Linked DNA regions of Macaca fascicularis: region 2 is linked to region 1. Evidence: chromatin contacts called from public Hi-C data. All regions are on one chromosome and are shown on one strand. Each heading gives the region's core, a stretch centred on a gene start, on an enhancer-like site or on the middle of the called end of the contact. The rest is flanking DNA. Distances are from core to core; before and after follow the strand shown.

Region 1 (7,388 bases), core at 2,071-4,570:
TCTGAAAGCCTCAGCCCCCTCCTGTGTGGTAGAAATGGCAAATACGCCCATTTTATAGGGGAGATGAAGGAAGTGAGACCCAGTGCCGAGAAAGGGCATATGATTCATGTTTCAGCAAGCAATGAGTCAGAGGAGGAGACGTCCACCCAGGCTTCCTGATGCTGAAGCTGGAGCTCCATTCACACGGCTGGGTGTATTGCCTCTGTTATTTCCAAATGCTTGAAAAATGTCTTTAAAAAGTCAACAAACACTCACCCCAACAGGCTGACTTTTGAGTAAGTTTTTTATTGTGATGAAAAAGGGCAAGAGACCTTTTCTTTTCTGACCTCTGAACAGAACATAGAATGTTAACTACATAGTTTATAATAAAGAAGCTTCAAGCTTTCCAAGTTGTGACCCTCTCCTAAGGTAACTGTGCAAATAGAGGCAAATAGTAGAGATGGGTGAAATCCCATCTCTACTAAAAATACAAAAATTAGCCAGGCATGCTGGTGGGTGCCTGTACCAGCTACTCGGGAGGCTGAGGCAGGAGAATTACTTGAACCCGGGAGGTAGAGTTTGCAGTGAGTTGAGATCGCACCACTGCACTCCAGCCTGGGCGACAGAGCAAGACTCCGTCTCCAAAAAAAAAAAAAAGAAAGAAAAGAAAAGAAAAAGGAAAAAGCAAAAAGAAATTGGGCAAGGCCAAAAGTCCAGTTGAGGCTGGAAATGCTATATCACACCAGCTGTGTTCTGACCTTCTCTAGTGTCTAATACCTATTTCCACTATCCAGTGGCTGTTCTACTGTTTAGGGGCTAAGAAGAAGGGGTAGGATTGTGGCAAGTGACTTCTCTTGCTGGGTCGGAGCATTTTGAAATCCTGGAAAGGCTTGTCAAAAAGAAAGTGGTCGCGTGAACCCAGGAGGCAGAGCTTGCAGTGAGCCGAGATCGCGCCACCGCACTCCAGCCTGGGCAACAGAGCGAGACTCCGTCTCAAAAAAAAAAAAAAAAAGAAAGAAAGAAAGTGGTCATAGGTCATTCTGCAGACCTTGAGAGGAGAGGAACAAATGGTAGCCTGCCTCCGGAAAAGGAGTGAAAAGGGGAGGACTGAGAGCCCCAGGGAACTGGGTATAAAGATCCTTTAAATGCCCTTCAGGGTACTCTGCCACATTTACTGAGCCCCTACTAATGTACCATGTACTTGGATAGGGACCCTCAGTGAGGTGACTGTATAATTGATCATCCAAACCCGAAAACTTCAAGGTGAAGGAGGGACCTATTAATAACGAATTATACCAAGACAAAGCCATGAACTGGGATGGCAAAGCAGGATGTATAGTCACCTTAGCCGTCAGTATTGAGATCAACAACAGAGTTTGTATCCACAGAGAAATCTCTATGGCATAAGAGGGATCTAACAAGTACAAAAATGGCATAACCCAATGCTGGCCGGGTGTATTAAGACCGAAGGAGAAAGAAGTGACATCTAAATAGAGGAGTTGGCACTGAAGGTGGGTTTTGAGGGATGCGAAAGGTTTGAATGTATGGCAAAGATAGGCCAAATAGAGGCCATCAAGTTCTGATGAGTTTTATAATTTTTTTAAGACGCCTCAGCCAAGGCCCAGGTGGCAGGAAAGCTGGAGGCGTCCATGGCACACGGCGACCAGGCAGAGTCCATCTGATGTGGCTGCCACGGAAGGAGTGGTCAGATCAAGCAGAAATGAGGCAGGAAGGCTGCTGATGCCAGGCTGGTCTTGGTTCTAATTTCCTAGACAGCACCGGGGTGAGCTATCCTCCTGTCATCAGCGTGGCTGCACAAATCTCCATTCTCCTAATCCTGGACTTTTGTTGAGACTGCTCAGACCGACATCTCGTTTGGCTGCTGCTAGTCTTACCAGGTTGACTGTCTTCCCTCCAACAAGGAAGGGAGTCTCATTTGAGGAACTGCACAACCTCTTCTGGTTTCTGTACCGGTCACTTTCTCTCTCTAGCCACTGGAGAAGTGGGTTGGAACATTAGGGGAAGTGTCTGTTTGGCAACCTCACAGGGCTAGAAAACTTGAAGAGGGTGGATTTTAGGGGCTACCCCCTTGAGAACATTCAAACGTTTGAATCTTTCTGCTGAGATCACTTATATTCCATTTTCCAGGAGTACACACAAGGCCAGAGGCACTTTGGACCTCAGGGCTTTCAGAGGGATGAAAGACAAGGCGGTCAGGGAAAGAGTTTCTCATTTGGCCTGTTTTGTGATGTATGTCAGGAAGGTGTTATTGTGGTGAACAATTAAGAAGAAGGGAATTTAAAAGCCGAGAAATGAGTGACTCACCCAAGGTCACATAGCAAGTGACAGAGCTGCGAGCAACTTGAATGCAAATCTCCTGGAGCCAAGCCATGTATTCATGCACCTACCTCAAAGCCTGCTCTCAGAAAGAAGTGGAAGAGGGAAAGGAAGAAGAGAGAAAGAAGAAAGAGGAGGGGGAGGAATAAGAGGGAGAGAAGCAGAGGAGGAGAGAGACTGCAGAGCCCGTGACTGTAGGTGAAGGGCCTGGGACCTTCTCCTTTCACCCCTGCTCACCCCGACTCCCTTAACTCCTCCTGGACCCAAGAAAATGGGTCCAAGTCTGTGCGGTAGGGAAGGGCTGCTGGGTAACTTCTTTACTGAGGCGCAAGCATGGCCCTGCGGGGTTGCTGAGCCTTTCAAAGGCCACTTGTAAACTCTGATGCGGCGCAGAAGCTGGCCCGGAGGGGCTGGGGCCCGGGCCAGGAGGAGAGGACGGGCCTGCCTTTGGTGCCTAGAAATCAAAGCAGCCAACCTTGGGCTTTTTCTTCCCCCTCACACTGAGGCACTTTTATTGGCGAGATGAAGGGAGGCAGAGCGGGCCTTACAGTCCTCGCTTTGCTTTTGGAGGTTAATGACCCAGTTAGCAGCTCTTGGCTGCGTTTCCGACATTTTGCAGACATCAAGCCCCGCGTCTCTGCCAAGTACATTCTGTTCCCTGGAGCACATCCAGTGCATCTCAGATTACTATGTAATGCGACAAAGAGGGAGAGGTGGCTGGGAGGGGCATCGGGGAGCGGGGCGGGGAGGGGAGAGGGCGGGATGCAGGAGCGTGCGGGGAGGAGAGGAGGATGCCACTCTAAATATAGCTGCCCTCCTGGAATGCGTCTTTCAAGGTGCTTATTTACTGCACAAGAGTGATCCCAAAGTGAGGGTACGATTGGGCCCTGTCGTCCAGGAATCCTGGAGCGCCGAGAGCGAAGCCCAGGACCAGGGCGAGGACAGAGAGTGGGGGTGGGGAGGAGGCTGCAGGAGGCTCCTGGCTGGGAAGGGCGGGGAAGGTGGAATTCGAAGGGGGCGGGGCTAGGAGGTGGTGGCCCCGCCCACAAGGCCGCCGCCCCGCTTTGCAGCTCCAGCCTGAGCTGCAGCCTGCGCACTAATTATAGACGTGAATGGAAAGCGGCCGCTTTTGAATGATCGCGTTGCTGGAGCTGCCGTTGGAAGCTTAGAAGCAGGTGCTACCGTGCTAGATACAAAGCGATCTATTTAAAAGTCCTGTGTCACGCACGCACCCTTACTGACGAATCCTCTGGCTCTCTCCTACCACCGCCCGGTGGCGGATTCCGGAATTGGTTCAAAAGGCCTTGATCCCGAAGACCCAGGACAGAGACAGAGGACATTTCCTACCTCTTTCGCCTGCATCCTTAGAAAACTCCCGAGGATGAGAAGATCCCCAGACCTTTACAAGCTGTTGTTTTACAAACGGAGAAACTGAGGCAGGGAGAGGCGCTGGATGTGCACCAAAGCACGTGGTGCGTCAGTGCACAGCTGAGGTAAAGTTCTGGTCTCCTGACAGCCTCTCCATTTGCCTCACCGGATTGGAACTTGAAGCAAGTCTCACTTTAACGCTGTTAATTTCCAGGCACGGATCTTTAGCCAATGAGCATCCTCCTCCTTTCCTGGTTCAGCGCCTACTCCCTCCAGTCGCCACCCCCACCCCACTCCCACAAGGAAAACTTGCTAATGCTGGCTGATTCTCATTGCTAGGTTTACTAGTTCAGGCCTGGAAACTGGGTAACCTCAATAACTATGACCATTTCAGTATGTGTGAGTCAATCTGATGTGCCCTCCGTCAGCATAATCCTGTCACGAGGAAAGACGCAGGGGGCAAAACCCAGACGTTTGTTTCGCATCAGCATGTTGGCTGCACCTAGTGCTCACAGCCAAGAGTGTTAAAGCACATGATGACCTAATCCAGTCCATACGAGTACAGTGAAAATTCTTATGCCCATTTTATGGAATCCCTGCAGAAATGGAGTCTTGGAGGGAGGAAGTGACTTGCTCACAGTCATCTGCTGATGAGTGGTCTACTTGGGAGCCAAAACCAAGTTCTCCACTCTCGATGTGGGCTATGTCCAGTATTCATGCTTTGGCCTGCAAGGGGGAGCAGAAATCCACTTAGTAATAGAGAGGGATAACTCTCCAGTCCCTCGGACACCTGGCGTGTCCTGAGTATCTCCACTCTGACCATTGGCCTTTTCTCCCTGCGGGTCTGGGGCCACTCCCACGCTAATCCATGGCATTAAACTGGGCATGGAGAGCTGCTGTCTTCTCTAGAAACCGAAATCTTCAAGTCCAGTATCTACATCCATTACCACCTGGACCCATCTATGTCTCCTTACCTTTGCTGACTGCTTTGGACTTAACTCTGCCTGTGTCTCTCTTGGCTATTCCTGTAACCTCAAGATCTCCACCAGGGCAGATGGATAAAGAGGCAGCATCCAGTAACATGCTGAAAAAAGAAGGGAGAGGGAATAGGTGTGGATGATAGAATATTTTAGTTGTTTTTTATTTACTTCTTGAAAGCAGAAACTGTATCTTAGTCTTTGTAAGTCCTCCTTCTTCCCAACATACACAAGGTCCAGCCCAATGCACCGAGCATAGCAGACACCCAGAAATGTTAAAGAATCATAAAACTTTCACATGGCTGTGGAAAATTGTATATAGCTAGGTTGGTCATAGTCATGTTTCTCTGATAACATAGATAGGTAGCTTAGAGCATGGACTTTGTGCCTACAAGCCCATGTTTTGCATGAACTAGTTATACAATACTGACAAATTACTTAAGTTTTCTAGGTCTCAGTTTTCTCATCTGTAAAATGGGCATAAGTGTACCTCAAAGAAGCAGTGCTGAGCAGTACTGGTAGTGCTGAGCCAGGAAAAAAGAAAAATGTTCATATGTGGTTTTTTTCTACAATCGGGCTACTTAATTTGGAATCTGAATTCAACTATGAGTCTAGCACAATGACTAGTGTCAGCACTCAGTAGTTCTTCTCACACAGCGTTGTTCTAGGAATTAAGTTGGATAATATATATGAACACTCCTTGTACAGCGATATAAGATTGTTCACATACTTTATTATTAATAAAGTTGCCCCAGGTTACACAGCTAACATATAGTGGCCCTGGGATTTAAATCCAGATATGCTCCTGTCTGTGTCCTAGGTCTCCAGGCTCAAGTGCATAACAATAGTCATCATTACTGAGCACTGATTCAATAATATCGTTGTGCGTTAACTGTGCCTGCTTCTATGTGACATGCAGAAAAAATAGACATGCCATTAGGTTGGAAATAAGTAGGTAAGGGCCTAGGACAGATACACAAGTAACTATGTAATACCAGTCAGTGGATGATGAGTGCTCTGATTAGCACAATAAACCAAATGCCATGGGCACCAGGGAAGAACAAGCAGATACTCCCCGAGGTGGGGAGAAGAGTTCAGGATGGCTGCAGTGAGGGTAAAGGAGCATGAACAGACCCTGGAAGAACTGGTAGCATTTGGACAAGTGGGGGTAGAGGTGAGGGAAGTTCCTGATAAAGGGATCAGCAAGAGCAAAGACCCAAACGCAGGAAAAGAGAGGGAGGATTTAGAGAACATAAGCTTGCCAGCATTCAGAGAACATAGTGCCGGCAGAGAGTGAGCAGGGCAGAATGAGAAAGCACACCGGGAGCTCAGCAAGGAGACCAGGTGTCCCAGGGAACCAGGGAGAGCTCAGCAGGGCCAGGTGAGTCTCTCTGATGACATGGAGCGCAGCTGTGCTACACTCTCAGGATGATGATGAGTGGAGAAATTTCGCTCTGGGGCCAGATTTTAGGCAGCAGAAGCAAGGGTAGTTTCATAGCTCCTTTGTAGTGCCTCCTAGATCTTGTAATTGTGTATTTACTTGTGTTTCATCTTTTACATTGGCCTATAAACTCCATGAGAGATGGGAACAGGAGCCTTTCCTTTCTTACTTGCCCCAGGGCTTACCACAGTGACATCCATAGTAGGAGCTCGATAAAGACTAGATGAGCAAGTGAATGCTTCTTTGATCCCAAGGCCAAGAGGACCACCAAAGTGATCCAAATGTGGACAAAGGTTTTTCCAAGAAGGTTGTTCCCACCTTTAACTTCAGTAAACAGGTACCCCGGGAGGTGTAAAAGAGTTTAAAATTCACTGAGCAGGAGTGCAGGACTTCTTTCGTGATCCCTCAAATCTATGTACTATAGTTTTAGAAAATGAAATCAGAAAGAACTGGGGAGAAAAGAAAAAAAAAAAGAAACCTTGAGCTGAAATAAAACCCTTCCAGTAACTCTCTATCTCTTACTTATATTAACTACCCATCTTCTGGTTTTAGTCTTCCCTCTCTAAAAAAAAGAAAGAAGGATGAAAGGGAAGGGAGAGAGAAGAAAAGAAACTTGCCCAAGAAAGCTATGAGTTTAGGCAACTGATTTTGTTGTCTTCTAAAGCCTTCTATGGCCTGGATCCCTTCCCAGCTCAAGTTGGGAAACAGAAAAGAAATCCAATTGGTTTCCGTTGTTAAGGGTTTGGGACAAACCGCTGATAGAAGCTGTGCCAACTGTCCTATCCTGGCCTTCTTTGAAATAGGAATGTCATTGCCTTTTGTCCTTCCACTTGGAAAGGCAATTTAGTGCTATGTTTTTTGAACAGGGGCATAGGATTCCAGGGGTGGAACAAACAGAACCTAGAGGTTACCTAATTCCACCCCTTCATGTTATAAAAGAGAAAACTGAGGAAAAAGAGAGAGGAAATGACTTGTTGATGACTGCCCATCACATAAGTGATAGAGAAAGGCAGAAAGGGATGAAGGCTTCTAATTTTAATGTTAGTGCTCTTTCCATACATGATGACAACTTCTTTAAGAAAGAACTCATATTTCTCTGAAAAGAGGGTCATTTTAGAGAAGCAGCTCTGGTTTTAAATCCCAGTACTACTGTACATTAGCTGTGTAACCTTGGGCAAGAACCATATATTCTGCAATAACAATAGTCAGCATTACTGAGCACTTATTTTGTGCCAGGCTTAGAACAGTAAAGAAACTGGCCCAAGGCCATATAAGTTGCAAGTAGT
Region 2 (7,388 bases), core at 1,895-4,394, 900 kb after region 1:
TTCTCTTTGATCCATGACCCTGGGCAAGTCCTTGACTTCCCTTAGACCTTTTTCTTTTTAATCTCTAAAATGAGATTAACACCTGCCCATGTTTGCCTTACAGGACTGTTGTGGAAGACAAAGGATATAGGAATACTTTATAATATGCAGACATATGAAGTCATATGTAACTTAATATTGAGTGTGTCCTTAACAACTAAGAAAAATGTGAAAACAACATGTAGAACCAGTCAAAAGTCACCTGTGGCCAAGGTGACACTGAAGAAACTAAACTTTCTTTTTCTCCAGGTCATTTTGTTTTCCTAGTAATAGCCCAGCTTGAAATGGGGCTTTGGGACTTACTAAGGTGTTCATATGTCCTGGCTTGGCTGGGACAATCTTATTTGCAATGGCCATCCTAGTATAATTTTTAATTATCCTTTTTTTTTTCTTCTTTTTTTTTGAGACGGAGTCTCACTTCTGTCTTTAGGCTGGAATGCAGTGGCACAATCCGGGCTCACTGCAACCTCTGCCTCCCAGGTTCAAGTGATTCTTCTGCCTCAGCCTCTCAAGTAGCTCGGATTACAGGCGCCCGCCAACACACCCAGCTAATTTTTGTGTTTTTAGTAGAGATGCATGCGGTTTCACCATGTTGGCTAGGATGGTCTCGATCTCTTGACCTTGTGATCTGCCTGCCTTGGCCTCCCAAAGTGCTGGGATTACAGGCGTGAGCCACCGCTCCTGGCCTCATATTGTCATTCTTAAAAGTGTCCCTGTTTTGACAGTAAATTACATTGCTACCCCTAAACTAAAATACCATTCTTTATCACCTTTTCATTTTACATAATGAGGAACGGGAGGCTCAGTGAAGAGAAACAACTTCCCAAATTCACTCAGGCTGCCCAGAGCCTGCAAGTGGAAAATCCCTTCTCTTTGTACCTGGGAAGGAAGGGGAAGAGAATACAGGGTGACAGAATGGTTTCCTTTGTCTGCTCTCCAGCTTCTTGAAGCAAATCTAATAGGAGTGCCCTAACCCCTCTTGATTTCCTGGAAAGTGATCAGCAATAGTAAGGTTGCCAGCGGCCACGAGGGAGCTAAGGGTTGGAGCAAACGTAACAGAAACCTGGAGAGGGAAGCTTTTTCTCTTCTGAACGCAGAAGAACAGCCCAAAGGGAGGAACACTGCCTATTTTATTAGCTAGCTCTTATTTAGGCACTGTGTTTTTTCTCCTTGATGTCTTAACGTAGCTTCATATTCATGGTCTCAATTGATCTAATTCTTACTGTCTTTGGAAATGAATGTGAAGACATCATCGTTCCCATTTTGCAGTGGAGAAAACTGAGGCCGATAAAGGCAGTAGACTTGCTTTAAGTTTCACTGTAAGTGTCAGAGTTGGTACTAGAGCTTCATCTCCTAGGTCCTTGCCCAGTATTAGTTATGCTTCATTTTGCTTCCTGCACAGTCTGCCCTTAGGCATCTAAGACAGAAATCTCATTATAATAAAGTATTTTTGGTATTCACGTAACTTAAGCCTTTTGGATGGAGCCCAAGGCAGAACCATCTTATATCCTGAATTTGGCTCTGTGACAAATAGTGTTAGAACATGGTTCATGATCAACTATGGGTTTCGCTTTACAAACATATCTCTGAAAAACTTCCCTATGTGGATGGAGAACGGGCTAATTTATCTTGGGATAGGAGATTTCTCTTTGAAACCGTTGCTGGGATCCTGGAGAATAGAGAGACAGTCTTACTAGAGTACTTAACTGTGCTGTGCTTGCAAATCCCTAACCTGATGTTTTGCAGAATCTCCATCTCAGAAAGATTTGTTTTGGCAGAGACTGAAATTCTTTATTTGGAACTTGAGGTATCCCTGACCCATAAGAATTCAGCTTAACAGATATGCAGTTGCATCCGTCATCACTCTGCCCTAAGCAGGGCAATGTGCTGGGCAACGGATTTGGTGAGCAAGAGTAGGGGATCCTGGGTATGGTCTTGAGTTGGCGACTAACACATGAGATGTCAGGAGAGCTGCTTTTCTTTTAGGGTGCTCAGTTGTTTCAACTGTCATATGTTGAGACAGCATTAATCGGTGTGCTTTAAACTTTTAAAGCCACCAGATTTTTCTCCCCCCAGAATGCTGTGGAAACCTGGCATGAATAAATAGTAAAAGTGGGACTCAGGGCTTCTCCATTTAGCCACTGTAGGGCCTCTGTGGACTGTAGTGTGGCAACAATTGTATACATTCCTTTTAACCCCCAACACTGGGATTCTGAAGATGAGTAATGGCTTAGTGATAGATGTTAACCCCCTGAAGGGTTGCAGTGAGCCTGGAATTCTGGATACAGAACTGGTCAGACAGTGAAAAGGCCTGTGACAGTGTAACAAACAGGAGAATTGGAGTGGAGGGTAGCAAGATAAAGTTGTACATTTCATGAGTTAACAGCACTTTATAGTTTACAAGTATTTGCACTATAGTTGTCTCTTTTGAACGTATGCAACACTGTGTGCTCAGGCATTTGTTCAGCGATCTTTTGTGAAGCTGGATTATGTGCCCGGTACTGTGGTAGAGCTCAGGATGACCATGTGAGCCTGGAGGAGCTCATCGTCTGATAGAGGAAACGGACAGGTAAAGAGATCATTGCAATTGCAAAATAGAAAAGCTGTAAGAGAGGTGCAAACAAATGTTGAGCAGCGAAGTGAAAGCAATGATTCCTTTTTCCTGGGGAGAGGAGGAAGGCATGCCTATCGTGGGGCCTGGAGGATGAGTTACCTAGGCAGGAAAACAACACACGCATGAAGCAGTGGAGGCCTGTGTGAGCAAGGTGCATTTGGGGGAAGCGGAAAGAGCTAGGGGAAATCTGGCCTTCAAGTTAAGGAAAGGCAGTTAAATTGTGAAGTTAACCTGCAGCTTAACTGGGAAGGGCTTTGAATACAATGCAAAGAATTTGGACCCCATAGCCATTAGAGCCCCATCTTCCAGATGAGGAAAGGGCCTTCCCTTCCCACAGGGCCAGCCGAAACTGTGACTCCCGTGTTCCTTTTGCTACCCTGTGCTGCCTCCAGCAGGCCTGAACCGAGGCAGGCCCTGCGTGGGAGAGGCCTCTGGGCTGTTTATCCTGCTCCAGTGGGGCTGGCTCTGGCAGGGAGTGGAAGTAGGTGAGGTGGGGGCTGTGGAGCAGAGGAGGAGCCTGACAACAAGGGCTACATTCAAGGCCTGCACTGGAGCCGAGGAGGAGAATGGAAAGCTACAGTCTGTTGGAGCCATCCAGCCTTGGCAAAGCAGCCGGGGCCTTATAAGGAAATGTTGTTCTCTCCCAGCCAGTGGGGCTGGGATGGAGCCCTGTGCCCACAGGACAGAGCTGCCCTTGTGGTGGTAGGATGGGGGTGCCACCCGCCCCTCTGCTGTGAACAGGAGCTGTCAATGGGCCACTTCTGCAGGCTCAGCATTCCCTCTCAGCCCCAGTGTGCGTGCAGCCCCCACCCCTCCATGCCCTCCCACTCCCCATTGCCTTGGGCTGATTGGAGGAAAGGAAAAAAACAAAACAAACAAAACAAAGACTTGGCCAAGTCCCAGCCTCAATGCTGTTTGATGCCGAATTATTCAGAAAATAGGCTCAGGTCAGATTCTCTCTTTTTCCTGAAGAATGCATGAATAAGGGGATTGCTCTTTGTCCTCCTTCCCTGCCCAGCACCCTCATCTCTTTTCCTTGTGATCACGAAACTCCCAGCACCCGACACAGCCCAGCGCAGAAAGCAAGAAGCTGAGATGAGTGGGCAGGGAAAGTCTTGCGTTGGTGTCTTTTCCACCTCCCGGGGTAGAGCAGGAGCCACCGGAACACTCAAAGGAGAAGGATGACTCTCCTCAGACTCCCTACCTGTGCCAGGCAGACCAGAGGGTCAGGGAGAGAGAGATGGGCACAGGGCAAAAACAGAGCCTGCCCAGAAAGCAATATAAAGTGCTCCTTGGGGCTGGACACGGTGGCTCACGCCTGTAATCCCAGCACTTTGGGAGGCCAAGGCAGGTGGATCACAAGGTCAGGAGTTCGAGACCAGTCTGACCAACATGGTGAAACTCCGTCTCTACTAAAAATACAAAAATTAGCCAGGCGTGGTGGCCTGCGTCTGTAATCCCAGCTACCCAGGAGGCTGAGGCAGGAGAATCGCTTGAACCCGGGAGGCAGAGGTTGCAGTGAGCCTAGATCGCGCCACTGCACTCCAGCCTGGGCGACAGAGCAATGCTCTGTCTCAAAAAAAAAAAAAAAAAAAAAAAAAAAAGATAAAGGAAGTGCTCCTTGGGAAAGGACAGTAAGCATTAAGGACAGTAAGCATTAGTCAGCTCCTGGAAGCAGGGCTTTTCCACAGGGAGTGAGGAGAGATGATTTAAAGCACTGATCCCTAGCAGATCTTTCTGAACTCGAGATTGGGGGCAGGAGCAGAAAAGATGCTTAGTGTGGCCTTTTGCTTTGGCTATTCATAGACCCTGTGCATGAAACCGTGGAGCTACAAGGAAGCAGGTTGGCCAGTGCAGCTCCTCCCCTAAAGCTGAAATATTTTTACAGCAAGCTTGGCAGACCTTCAGCTAACCAGTACTCCTCTAGTCATCATGGACTCAGTCCCTCAAGTTAGTCCATCCCAAATGTACAGCTCAACCCAACAAGGAGACGTAAGTCATGGAAATCAAGAGGAAACTTCTGTTTTTGAGGAGTTTACCATCCAGAGCAAAGCTACGAGGAGCACACAATAATCCAAACACAAAGAAGAAAGTTATGGCTGGGTGTGGAGGCTCAAGATTGTAATCCCAGCACTTTGGGAGGCCGAGGCAGGTGGATCACCTGAGGTCAGGAGTTTGAGACCAGCCTGGCCAACATGGTGAAATCCCGTCTACTAAAAACACAAAAATTAGCTGGGCATGGTGGTGCTGCCTGTAGTCCCAGCTACTCAGGAGGCTGAGGCAGGAGAATCACTTGAACCCGGGAGGCGGAGGTTGCAGTGAGCTGAGACCATGCCACTGTGCTCCGGGCTGGGGGACAGAGTGAGACTTTGTGAAAGAAAGAAAGAAAGAAAGAAAGAGAGAAAGAAAGAAAGAAAGAAAGAAAGAAAGAAAGAAAGAAAGAAAGAAAGAAAGAAAGAGAGAGAGAGAGAGAGAGAGAGAAAGAAAGAAAGAAAGAAAGAAAGAAAGAAAGAAAGAAAGAAAGAAAGAAAGAAAGAAAGAGAAAGAGAAAGAAAGAGAAAGAAAGGAAGGAAGGAAGGAGAAAGAGAAAGAAAAGAAAGAAAGGAAGGGAGAAAGAAAGAGAGAAAGAAAGAAAAAGAAAGGAAGGAAGGAAGGAAGGAAGGAGGAAAGGAAAGAAAAAAGAAAGAAAGTTATGGGCTCTAAGAAAAACAAAGGAATGACGTCTGAGGTGAAAGTAAGGAGAAATTGCTCTTGACTAGGTGTCCACAGCAGTAGACGAGGAAGGGTCTTACAGAAGAGATGGAATTTGGGGTGAAGAAAAGCTAAAAGTCCAAAAAGTGACATTTTGAGAGATTGTAGGGAAACGGCTTCCGGGGGAAGGAACTAGCCTGGGCAAGATGTGGTGGCAGGAAAGCTTGGGGCTCACGTGGTGTCTGTGGGGAGATGGACAGCTGGATTAGTGCAACAGGGAGAGGAGGGGCTGTGGTTGGAGAATGGCTGAGTCCCACATTTGGGGGCATTGAATCCCGGAGGGAGGAGGAAATCCAAGTGATTGGCAGCCAGGAACCACTGAAAGCTTTTCAGCATGAAAGAGATGTGACCGGTATAGTGGTTCAGCAACTGTGATCTGGTGTCAGGTGCAGGAGGGAGAGGCGTCCTTCTCTCTGCTTTGGTGAAGCCAGGAGAGTACCACTCCCTGAAGCAGAGCTTTGGAGGTGTTGTGGCCCTTTCCTGGGCACTGGAGGCCTGGCTCTCCAGAGAGCCACCTAGATCTCAGGATTTCAAGCACCGCTGCATCTTGGAGGCTGGCTGCTTTTTGAATGAGTGACCCTTCCCCAGAAAAGACTAGGACTGGCCACGTTAGCTCAGTTCTCTTTTCACTTTGGGGCTTTGCTTGCACAAGCCATTGTGTTCAGATATGGTTAAGAAACCTAAACTTCAATCCTTTTTCAGGACTCGAAGACCTGGCAGGGTTCCAAAAAGCACCCAGGTTTGAAAGGCAAAAGCACCTGGATGCCATCTCATCTGAAAGAGTGTCCTTTGTAAGGCATTCACTATTTAGACACCTGTGCTTGTCTCACACCTGATGATAATAGAGCAATAACCTTCTCCTCAGCTTTTCCCTCCATGGCTTCTTTCCCTTCCTTTTGGATGCCTGCCCCCATCATGCCATCACTATGCCTAGGGAGTATGAGGCTTTTGCAGAGTGCTTTGGTCTGTTGGAAAGAGAGCAGGGATAGCTTTTTGTCCCAGAGAAAAATCCAAGGTGCTCTGGAGGATAGCAGTGGAGTTCCCTCTGTGTTCTGGATCTGGGTTCGGGCCAGTCTGGCTGTCCCACTGCTCAGCATGGCCAGTTCAGCAATAGGATTCTGAAGGACCTGAACTTGATCTTCACACCTGGCCCCTGCCTTCTGGCCACAGGGGGCTGTAGCTGAGGAGATGATGATGTGCATCTTGGTAGCAAATCCTGCAACGTACCAAACTTTTCTTCCTTGACAATGCAGGTGGTGAGCCCCGGGGCCACAGACACAGCTCTAGTCCTGGAGGAACTGGTTGTTCCCCTGTCCTTCCAATAGGTTGTGGTTATGGCTAATTGTTTTGAATTTGTATTAGATAACAATAAATTTACTTCTTCCCTTTTAAGGGAATATATGAGCATTTTATGATGAGATATTATTATTATTATTATTACTGAGACAGAGTCTCACGCTGCTACCCAGGCAAGAATGCAGTGGCATGATCTCAGCTCACTGCAACCTCACCTTCCAGGTTCAAGGGATTCTCCTGCCTCAGCCTCCCAAGTAGCTGGGATTACAGTCATGTGCCAACACACCCAGCTGATTTTTGTATTTTTAGTAGAGATGGGGTTTCACTATGTTGGTCAGGCTGGTCTCAAACTTCTGACCTCAAGTGATCCACCTGTCTCGGCCTCCCAAAGTGTCGGGATTACAGGCATGAGCCACCGTGCCCAGCCAAATGAAATATTATCTTAACTCTAAAGACTGAATTTCAAAATAACTGACTTATATGATGGCTGGCATTCTGTTATGTGAAGCAAAAGTCTTCTCAGAACCCTTTGATTTACCACCCAAATTGTCTGCTAGCTAGCTCAGCCTCCAACTCAGAGAAATGTCACTGGCAAATCTCCTCAGTTTTTGATTTTAATTTTACCTAACCATTCATTATTCACCCCATTTATTTGATTTGATAATAAGCAGTTTAAAATAATCAGAAG

The links. Hi-C and Micro-C count contacts between places; a contact is called where the count stands out from the background.
Region 2: a Hi-C map of skeletal muscle shows a contact between it and region 1, with 4 times the contacts expected there. The contact joins two enhancer-like sites. A contact is called at or near these places in 2 of 2 Hi-C or Micro-C datasets (liver and skeletal muscle).

The regions. Positions count from the first base shown.
Region 1 is chr2:9,569,606-9,576,993 of T2T-MFA8v1.1, forward strand. No RefSeq gene overlaps it. Among named protein-coding and RNA genes, the nearest start is that of TPRG1, 250 kb to the left of the region's middle. Within about 2 kb of position 3,321, at least 6 of the 6 cell types and tissues checked have an H3K27ac peak or open chromatin away from gene starts, as enhancers often do.
Region 2 is chr2:10,471,452-10,478,839 of T2T-MFA8v1.1, forward strand. No RefSeq gene overlaps it. Among named protein-coding and RNA genes, the nearest start is that of LPP, 100 kb to the left of the region's middle. Within about 2 kb of position 3,145, at least 3 of the 6 cell types and tissues checked have an H3K27ac peak or open chromatin away from gene starts, as enhancers often do.